Linked DNA regions of Mus musculus: region 2 is linked to region 1. Evidence: chromatin contacts called from public HiChIP or PLAC-seq data. All regions are on one chromosome and are shown on one strand. Each heading gives the region's core, a stretch centred on a gene start, on an enhancer-like site or on the middle of the called end of the contact. The rest is flanking DNA. Distances are from core to core; before and after follow the strand shown.

The links. HiChIP or PLAC-seq counts read pairs in DNA pulled down with a chosen protein or histone mark.
Region 2: a contact with region 1 is called in an H3K4me3 HiChIP or PLAC-seq map of forebrain, with 4 times the contacts expected there. The contact joins two enhancer-like sites. A contact is called at or near these places in 13 of 39 promoter capture datasets (the 3T3-L1 cell line, the C10 cell line, cranial neural crest and 9 more), 1 of 15 datasets of contacts at CTCF or cohesin (the NIH/3T3 cell line), 3 of 484 Hi-C or Micro-C datasets (the HL-1 cell line, the N1E-115 cell line and nephron progenitors), 11 of 115 datasets of contacts at active chromatin or transcription factors (the NIH/3T3 cell line, bone marrow-derived macrophages, differentiating embryonic stem cells and 8 more) and 3 of 9 other capture datasets (embryonic stem cells, embryonic tail and embryonic trunk).

The regions. Positions count from the first base shown.
Region 1 is chr9:41,226,494-41,230,758 of GRCm38.p6, forward strand. No RefSeq gene overlaps it. Among named protein-coding and RNA genes, the nearest start is that of 1700063D05Rik, 22 kb to the left of the region's middle. RefSeq lists an enhancer at 1,409-4,052. Within about 2 kb of position 2,463, at least 216 of the 459 cell types and tissues checked have an H3K27ac peak or open chromatin away from gene starts, as enhancers often do. A contact at or near this core is called in the N1E-115 cell line, embryonic forebrain, forebrain and 1 more, where this site is marked.
Region 2 is chr9:41,522,856-41,527,120 of GRCm38.p6, forward strand. The region is part of intron 3 of Mir100hg (Mir100 Mirlet7a-2 Mir125b-1 cluster host gene); the gene reads left to right. Among named protein-coding and RNA genes, the nearest start is that of Mir100, 6.4 kb to the right of the region's middle. Within about 2 kb of position 1,911, at least 69 of the 459 cell types and tissues checked have an H3K27ac peak or open chromatin away from gene starts, as enhancers often do. A contact at or near this core is called in the N1E-115 cell line, embryonic forebrain, forebrain and 1 more, where this site is marked.

The DNA of each region.
Region 1 (4,265 bases), core at 1,213-3,712:
TGACTCAGCCAGGGTTTATTGAGTGCTGAGTTAGGTGCTGTGCTGGGTGAGGCCCCTCAGGCAGCTCAGTTTCTAATGGGGAATGGATATTGCATCTAATGTATCTTTCTAATATATCGGTGGGCAGACAGGTCTCTGTGTTGTGTTTCATTCCCACAGTGAAGACTTTCACTACCGGCCTGGATGGAGTTTTGCACCTTCTGCAGCAGGTCACCTGCTTTCCCCACACCAAGCACCACCAGCTGTAGATTAACTGTAGTCCTTTCCGGTGTGCAGGGAGACCCTGGGGTGTGCAGATATAAACACACATGGATACATAGCTTCATGACTTAAGTTACTGTTCATCTCAGGCACCGATGTGTCTCCTGCACCATATATCAAGGGGGCATATAATTCTTCATTCATGATAAATTATCCAGAAAGGCTAAATTCCATCAGATTCAGCCAGAATTTATTATCTGACGCTGAAGAACAAACAGACCGTCATTCCCCAGCTGCTCAGAACATATGTTTGAAGGGAGATTGGGGCCCCTTTGGTCCCTCTGATCCTCCCTGGATCTCAGAGCCAGACCTTCTGAGCATCTTCATTGGACTTCCTCTCAAGAGCGAGGACACCGAAAATGAGTCGTGTTTCAGCAAGATGCAGTTCACAGACTTGGTTTGAGATCTCCACTCTTCCGTCGGGCATCTCATTTCCTGCAACGTTGACATTTGTCTCCACACTGCAGGCTGGGCAGCTGCCCTTCTTGTGGTTTTGCCTTCCATCTTGAGGCACTGTGCCTGACCTGTTTGCTCACCAGCTCAATAACTTAGCTTCATCCCAGTGGATGAGATTTGACCAATACATTCGTATGCCAGTGCATCTGAGAACCACTAATGGGCAGAAACCAGATTTTGATTTTTATCCTGTTTTGTGAGCCACTCTAGCTTATGCGTGAGCTTATTCTCCCCGAATCATGCTATAGTTCAGCAATCATTGATGACCCTGGGTTATATAGCCAACAGTTTGGAAGATCCCAATCCTGCTTTCAGTAGTCTTCCAGCCTAGTATCTCTTGACTGTAAAACATCCAGTGATAGATAATCCAGCCAGCGTGGGCTGCCCCTTGTCGCAACGAAATCACTTCTAGGTAGTTATTTCACATCCAAATGAGCATCTTTTCTTTTCTTCCCCCATCTTAAATCATTCTACCTGCCTCATTAACTCCCGTTCAGCCCCCAAATACCCAAGCAAAGCCCTTCCATTTATTTAGACAGTCTCTGATTGCATTTCTTCCCCCTGACTGGAGTGATGACTCTTACTTGAGACAAATATGGAACTCCTTACTACACTCGATGGCAGTTGTTTTTTCCTGTGCACACCCCACTAGTCTGCAGCATTCTGAGCTCAGTAATTATAATTTGCATATGAAGTGTGCCCCTTGTCAAGGATCACATGTGAAGGGCTCTATTCTCAACGCGACAGTCAACAGTCGAGCGAAGGGAAGATGACTGGTTCCTGAGGACTCGGAACTAATCTGTAGATCAGTCCATTCACAAGCTCATAATATGATGGGAGTTGGTAGAGATAGGAGGGAAGGCCACACTGGAGGAAGTAGCCTCTAATGATGTATTAGGAGATGTATTTTGTCTTTATTAAGTCCCTTCCCATCTCCTATCTGTCCCAAGGAGGGCCACTTTGCTCTTTGCCCTCATGTTCTGCCTCACCAAACACTGGACTGGAACCAACAGATACCAATGACAGTGGACAGAAAGATACAAATCTGTGGGCCAAAATAAACCCTTCCTCTCTTATGTCATTTCCTCAGGCATGTGTCATGGTGCTGCAGATGTGCCTGACACTCCCACACCCTTCCATCCTTCACCTAGAACTCTCAGCAGTGGAAGTCCCTACAACAGTGCTGTACCGTGTTGCTTCTCAAGCCGAATGCATTCAGCAGTATTGACGTCCTTGATACTATTTGGTTTTGAAGACAAAATCAATTCTGTTAGGAGGGATGATCTGGAAAGTGTCCCCAAGTGGCATGTTCTCATCTGACATCATCACACGAAGATTTTATCAGGCAGAGAGATGAAGAGGTCATTTCTAGCAGTGGAATTAACACAAGCCACTTGGGCACCAGGGCGGGGTCTGGAGTGGATTAAGAGCTGAGGGAGCTGTACTAAATAAATGATAGGCCATGGAGCTCAGATCGTGGGTTGGAAACTTGCCACTGGCTATCTCTGCAGGATTGCTTGGATTCAGCAACTATGGAGTCCATCACCGTCGTCGTCGTCCTAGACGCTGTTTACAAGAGAAATCGTGTCCTATTGTAGACTGTCTTCTATGAGGACAGGAATATTCTGAGACGTTGCAGATTTTTTTTGTCTCCCGGCTCTGCCACTGGAGGTCACTGTTGTACCATCGAAATGAGTGAGAAGCCCCGCCTGATACCCTTTTGAAGTTGGCTTCCGCCAGGAGTGAATACAATACCCTCTGGGTAGCTAGGAAGTCCCGAGGTGCAGGCTTCTCCCTGGCTTCGTGGAAAAGTGGCCTGGTGACCTGCAAAAAATGACTTCGGAAGAGCGATGTCCGTCTGGAGAGGGACTGCGGGTGGGAGAGCGGTGCTGGGAGGGAGACGTCTGTATCGCATTAGTCTGCGTCTGGCGGGGAGGGGCTGGAGGCCCTGGCGGGTCAAGGCAACTGCTCCCTGCTGCTTTCTGGCGCGAATGTGGAATCTGGTAGTGATTAGAGAAGGTTATTGTCTTGGGAGTGCAGGGAGATCGGTAGTAATACTGCTTTGAGCGTTTCTGACCCCATCTTAGAAGGCCTCTCCCACGACTCTCCTGCTGGGCTCTGATTTTAGAGCCACTAAGCAAAGAAAGACAAGGAAAACTGAGGCCTATTCCTTAAGCCTATCCACTCCCCGGGGCTTACAGGGGACACTCCAGGAGGAGCACAGATGAGAACACACATCCCTAGACAGAAAACCCCAAGTAAGCCTCTATTTTTCTTAGCCCTCCTTCCTGTGGAGTGAATATCATTTGGTCCATTTGTTATGAGAAGAAACAGAGACTTGGAACTGACATTTGAACCCGAGTCTTTTGAAATATAAAGAGAATGGATGGTAAAATAACTACTTGTGGTTACTGGCTAAGAATTCTGCCCTTGAAAATTTGGAGAAAGAGCTCCTCCCTGTGCAGCTTCGACAATAACCCACTTCAAGGCGAGCTGAAGCCAGGGTACCTTTTGGCGGCACCTTTTTCTTCTTCTTTTTCTTCTCTCCTTCACTTTCTCCCCATCTCTTCCCCTGGGTTTCACTGCATACCTCAGGTTGACCCTATCCCTTCTCTTCTCCCCACGTGCTGGGATCTGACGGTCGGGCTACTCCTAGATCAGAGTGGCTCTCTAATAAGTCATAATCTGTTTATAGCCATTCATAAAAGCAGAGTGCTTCTGTGCACATTAGCTAATTTGGCTCTTATAATAACTGTCTTATCCCCATTGCCGTAGACAAAGAATCTGAGACGCTGAGGAATTAATTTGCCGAAGGTGCTACAGTCAATGATGAAATTCAACCTCGGATCTTTTTGCTCTAAATACAGCACCCACTGCCCATCACCCATTGCCCGATACCAGTTAGTCTCCAGGTAAATATTGGGTGATGGAGTGATGCTGTGTATAATCTAGCTAGCAATAAACTGATCTTAAGTTTAGGTAGCATTTTATCTCCGAAGATGGTGCTCCAACCCAGGAAGATTACACTGGAGACCCTGCCTCAAGGGGACGGAAGACTTCTGAAAGTTGTCCTCTGACTTCCGCATGAGCGCTGAGGTGCATGAACACACACGCGTGCGCACACAAACACACACACACACACACACACACGCATACAGACACACACAGACACACATATGTGTGTGCACACACACAACTCATGCACGCATGCAAGAATGCACGCAGTATACCCATAACCACACATACACGCAGGCATGTGCACATATGCATGCGTATACATTTATTGTGTGTGGATGAGTGCTCCCATGCCATGACTGGCATGTAAGGGTCAGAGGGCAGCTTGTAACTGGACTCAAATAAATTTCTAAAACTTTTTAAAAGGGTGAAGATTACAATTTATCTATCTATGTATCTATCTATGTATCTATCTATGTATCTATCTATGTATCTGTCTATGTATCTATCTATGTATCTATCTATGTATCTATCTATGTATCTATGTATCTATGTATCTATGTATCTATGTATCTATGTATCTATCTATCTAT
Region 2 (4,265 bases), core at 661-3,160, 300 kb after region 1:
GCAAATGCAGAGACGTTGTCCCTTGCTTCAGTAGTCTTCATGGCCACCCATCCAAGAAGAGTATGGTTGGTGTCTCCTCACTACAGTTGGTGGGCAAATGTGAACCTTCCTAATTTGGAGAGGCCCTGAGCAGATGTCCATCCCCTAACTATTATGGTATGTACTTTACCAACATTACCATTCATGGCAAGGCTGAGAAACACAAAGATACACCAAGAGAGGCATGCACACGTGTACATATAAAAACATGTACATGAGAAATCACACAACTATATAAGTATACATATAAACATATTAAACAGACATATAACTATAAAACAAATACATAGCATACATGTACATATATGCAGATTCGTGCACAGACTATACACACACAAACATACACACACACACATCCAAAAACATATATACAAATACATTCATGTGAATGTGTGCACAAATATACAAATAAAACACAGACATATATCAGGCAACTCTAGGACTCACATTTTTACCTCTGCACCCTGAACAGTAATCTGGGCTATATTTTTCTACTTTCTCTCTGTCCTGAGGAAAATCACAGAAATTCTAATAGAGGAGGCTGAGAAAAGAAAATATTGGCTTCTACAGCATAAACATCTCTGTCTGACAAGAAAATGTTAGTTTCCCTCTAAATCAAATGTTGACAGATATCAGCTGTGGCTGGAGATGTGCCACTCTGGGGGGAGATCTTTGTTTCAGATAATGTGCTCAGCTTGGAAGCCATCTTCCATTAGGCTCCCTGGCACCACATTTTATCAGGAAGTGTCCCAGTGTGTTTGCAAGGGCTGACCTCTCTGGGACTCTCCAGAGTAGGAGAGCAGAGGGGCAGATTCCCACTTGATAGGATGAGCTGGGAACCTGGGTCCACACAGTCATGTATAGGGCGTACACTTTCATGCACCATGGGATGGGATTTTTAACTGGACACGCAGAAGGGGAAAGTCTAGAAGCAAAGAGAGAAGTGAAATGTACAGGCACAGGGAATTTTCCAGAACTGTATGCTTTACCTATTCATTTCCACTTTGCTTCTGAAATACAGTGAGAATAGTCTTTGTTCAACATCTGATACTTTCAAAATTCCAAATTAAGATCCCCTTACTTTCTCCCCCAAAATACATACACACACATACACACACACCACACATACCACACAATACACACATCACACATACACACACACACACATCACACACCGCATACACACATATACCACACACACACCACATATCACCATATACCACACACACATACACACACACCACAGCATATACACATCATACACACCACATACACACACACACCACAGCATACACACACACCACGTACCACACAATATACACATCACACATACCACATACACACACACACACATACACACACCACACATACCACACAATACACACATTACACATACACACACACATCACACACCACATACACACACATACCACACACACACCACACATACCACACAATACAGACATCACACATACACACACACACACATCACACACCACATATCACCATACACCACACACACACACACACACACACACACACACACCACAGCATACACACACCACACAATACACACATCACACACACCACATACACACATACACACCACAGCATACACACATACACACACACCACACAATACACACGTCACACACACACACACACACCACACAATACACACATCACACACACACACACACACACACCACCACCACCACCACCACCACCACCACCACCACCACACACCCCTTTAACGTGTTAAGGCTGAAGAATGGTGATATCTCCAACCAGTGAGCTCTGCCAGTCTGCTCCGTTAAGGCCAAGATTAATGCGGTAGGTTGGTGCACGGCTGCTGCAGAGCTGCGTGCTCAGAATATGAGATGCCTATGCAGGGGAAAGGCCAAGAAATATGTCTGTGCTTGGAGTTTACACAAGTCTCCTTAGCAACTTGTCTGAATTCATTTCTCCCTCGGTATGTGTGGGTTTCTTCCAAATCCTGAGTGAAATGGGTGTTGAGAGTCTTAGCAGGCCTTCGTTCCCTTCTGCTGGGGCAAACTCTTTTATGCTGGAGAGCAAGGCTTTCATTACCAGCTCCCTTCCTTCCCCCATCCCAGGGATCCAGCTCTGATTCTTTGCACTGTGCGTCTGTGGATCATTAGGGACTTTCCAGAGATCCATATCTCCGTGGAGGAATTTGGGGGCCCCTTGCTAATGGCCAGTTTCGTGCATTTCTGCCTTGGTCTCTAGCTGCCCCTCTTGCTCCTGGGTGTGACGTGTGTTAAATGGGCCTGTGTGGCACAAGAAGGGAGACAACAACAAGCTCCCATCCTCTCTGCTCCTCCTTTCCATTTTGCCTTGTCTTCCTTCGATTTTTATCCCTCACCTGGCACCAAAGGCCCTGCAGCTCTGATTAGACGATAACTCGAAAACTACTAGACAAAGCCTGGCTTTCAGGCAAAAGATAGATTGGCTTTGGTGTGACTGAGCATGCTTGGGGACGACACCCTTAAATAAGTCTATGCTGCAAGAGGCAACTTTGCCCTCCAGCCTGGAGAGGGAGATGACACCGTGCTGGGGCCCAGAATTGTAACACTGACATTTCCCTCTTCTATGTTAGAGTCAAGGGGAAAAAAGAGAAGAGAAATGTAGCCAAAAAAAAAAATTAAGGTTTGATTTTGGCTCTTTTACAAACAGATGTTGCTTGTCATTCTGATATGGTTAAGCAGGCAACAGATTGTGTGTGTGTGTGTGTGAGAGAGAGAGAGAGAGAGAGAGAGAGAGAGAGAGAGGGGGGGAGAGAGAGAGAGAGAATGACTAGAAAGCAGAACTAATAACAAGGGGAACATGGGGGCCTCTTTCCTTTCTGAACCTTAGTTTAGCTAACTAACTATGCCTGCCCCTGTAAGTGGCTCTGTGCCATTCAGTAAGCACAGGGCATCCTCCTTTGTAAGAATCCAGTCACTCAGGTTAGATGGCTGCTTCTTTTCCCAGACATCATTGTGGAAGGGCCAGGCCTTTACCATGCCGAGGTCAGGAATCCACCTGTACCAGACAGTGACCTCTGGGGGTGTACAGGCCCTTTACAGACTATATTTTCTCTTCCTTCCAGGGTGCAAGTGACTTACTTCATCTTCTCTTCTGCACCCCCACATTTTAGTCTAACTGTGCCATGCCTTCTCAAGAACAAAACCTGGCTTTGAATAGAAAGTGGTAAAGCTGGCCAGCCTCCTGGGAACACTCATTCTGCACACAGTTCACTTTTATTAAAGAACTGACAGACGCCTGATGTTTTTGTGTCAGAATCAGAGTCGTGTTATTAGTTTTCCATTTGAATCCCCCCTCCCTCGCTTTGTTGACAGCTAGAGAAGCACTGTAGGCTGGCACCCAGTCACCTTATGAAGGAAGGAAATTGTCACGGTGAACAAGCTCGATCCTTCCTGAAGTGAAAGTTGTCCTTCACAGCCAGCCGCACATGAAGCAACTTGTGACTGCTGAAGCCTCTGTCTCCTTTTGTTTCCCCAAGTGTGTCGAAAGCCAGCTTGGCTCATTCTGCACTCTCCAGTCTTGATCCCTGCTATACATCTGTTTGCATCGAACATTAAGTAGGTACAGGCATCTCCTTAATTACAAAAAATAGAAGTACCCTGCTCAAACAATCTGAGCGCTTATTTCTCATCCAGCTTTACTCTGTCATGCTATTTCCACATCTTTGTTCTTCATTGACCTACAAATGCTGTCATTTGTCATTTTTCTTAAATTATTTATTTATTTATTAGTACAAGGAGTGTGGTGTGGGAAGATTATAAATGGCGGTGTCTGATCTGTCCTTGCTTAAAAGCACAGGAGACCCATGCCGTGTGGCTGGCTGGTTCTTCCCTCCCCTTCTCTCTTCAACTCAGCCCCCACCCCCAGAAAAGAATTAACTCAACTTTAAGTGGCTGGCTTTGGCACCACATTGTATTCTTGGGAGGTTTTCCAACACCACAGTCTAGGGATTTTTGTGGCAAAATCACAGGCGGAAAAGGTATGGTGTAGCATGATGCGGGGCACCAGTGAATTACCCTGGGAGTAGCACTGTTGGGTGCACTGTTTTTGTAGCAGCCGCTGGATCTGCGCATGCGCACGTGCACATACCCAAGAGACTTCAGAGAGTAAGAGAGAAAAGGCATCGGGAAAAAAGAAAAAGAAAAGCTATTGGTGGCTAGGCCAAGAAGTCTCAGGTCTTT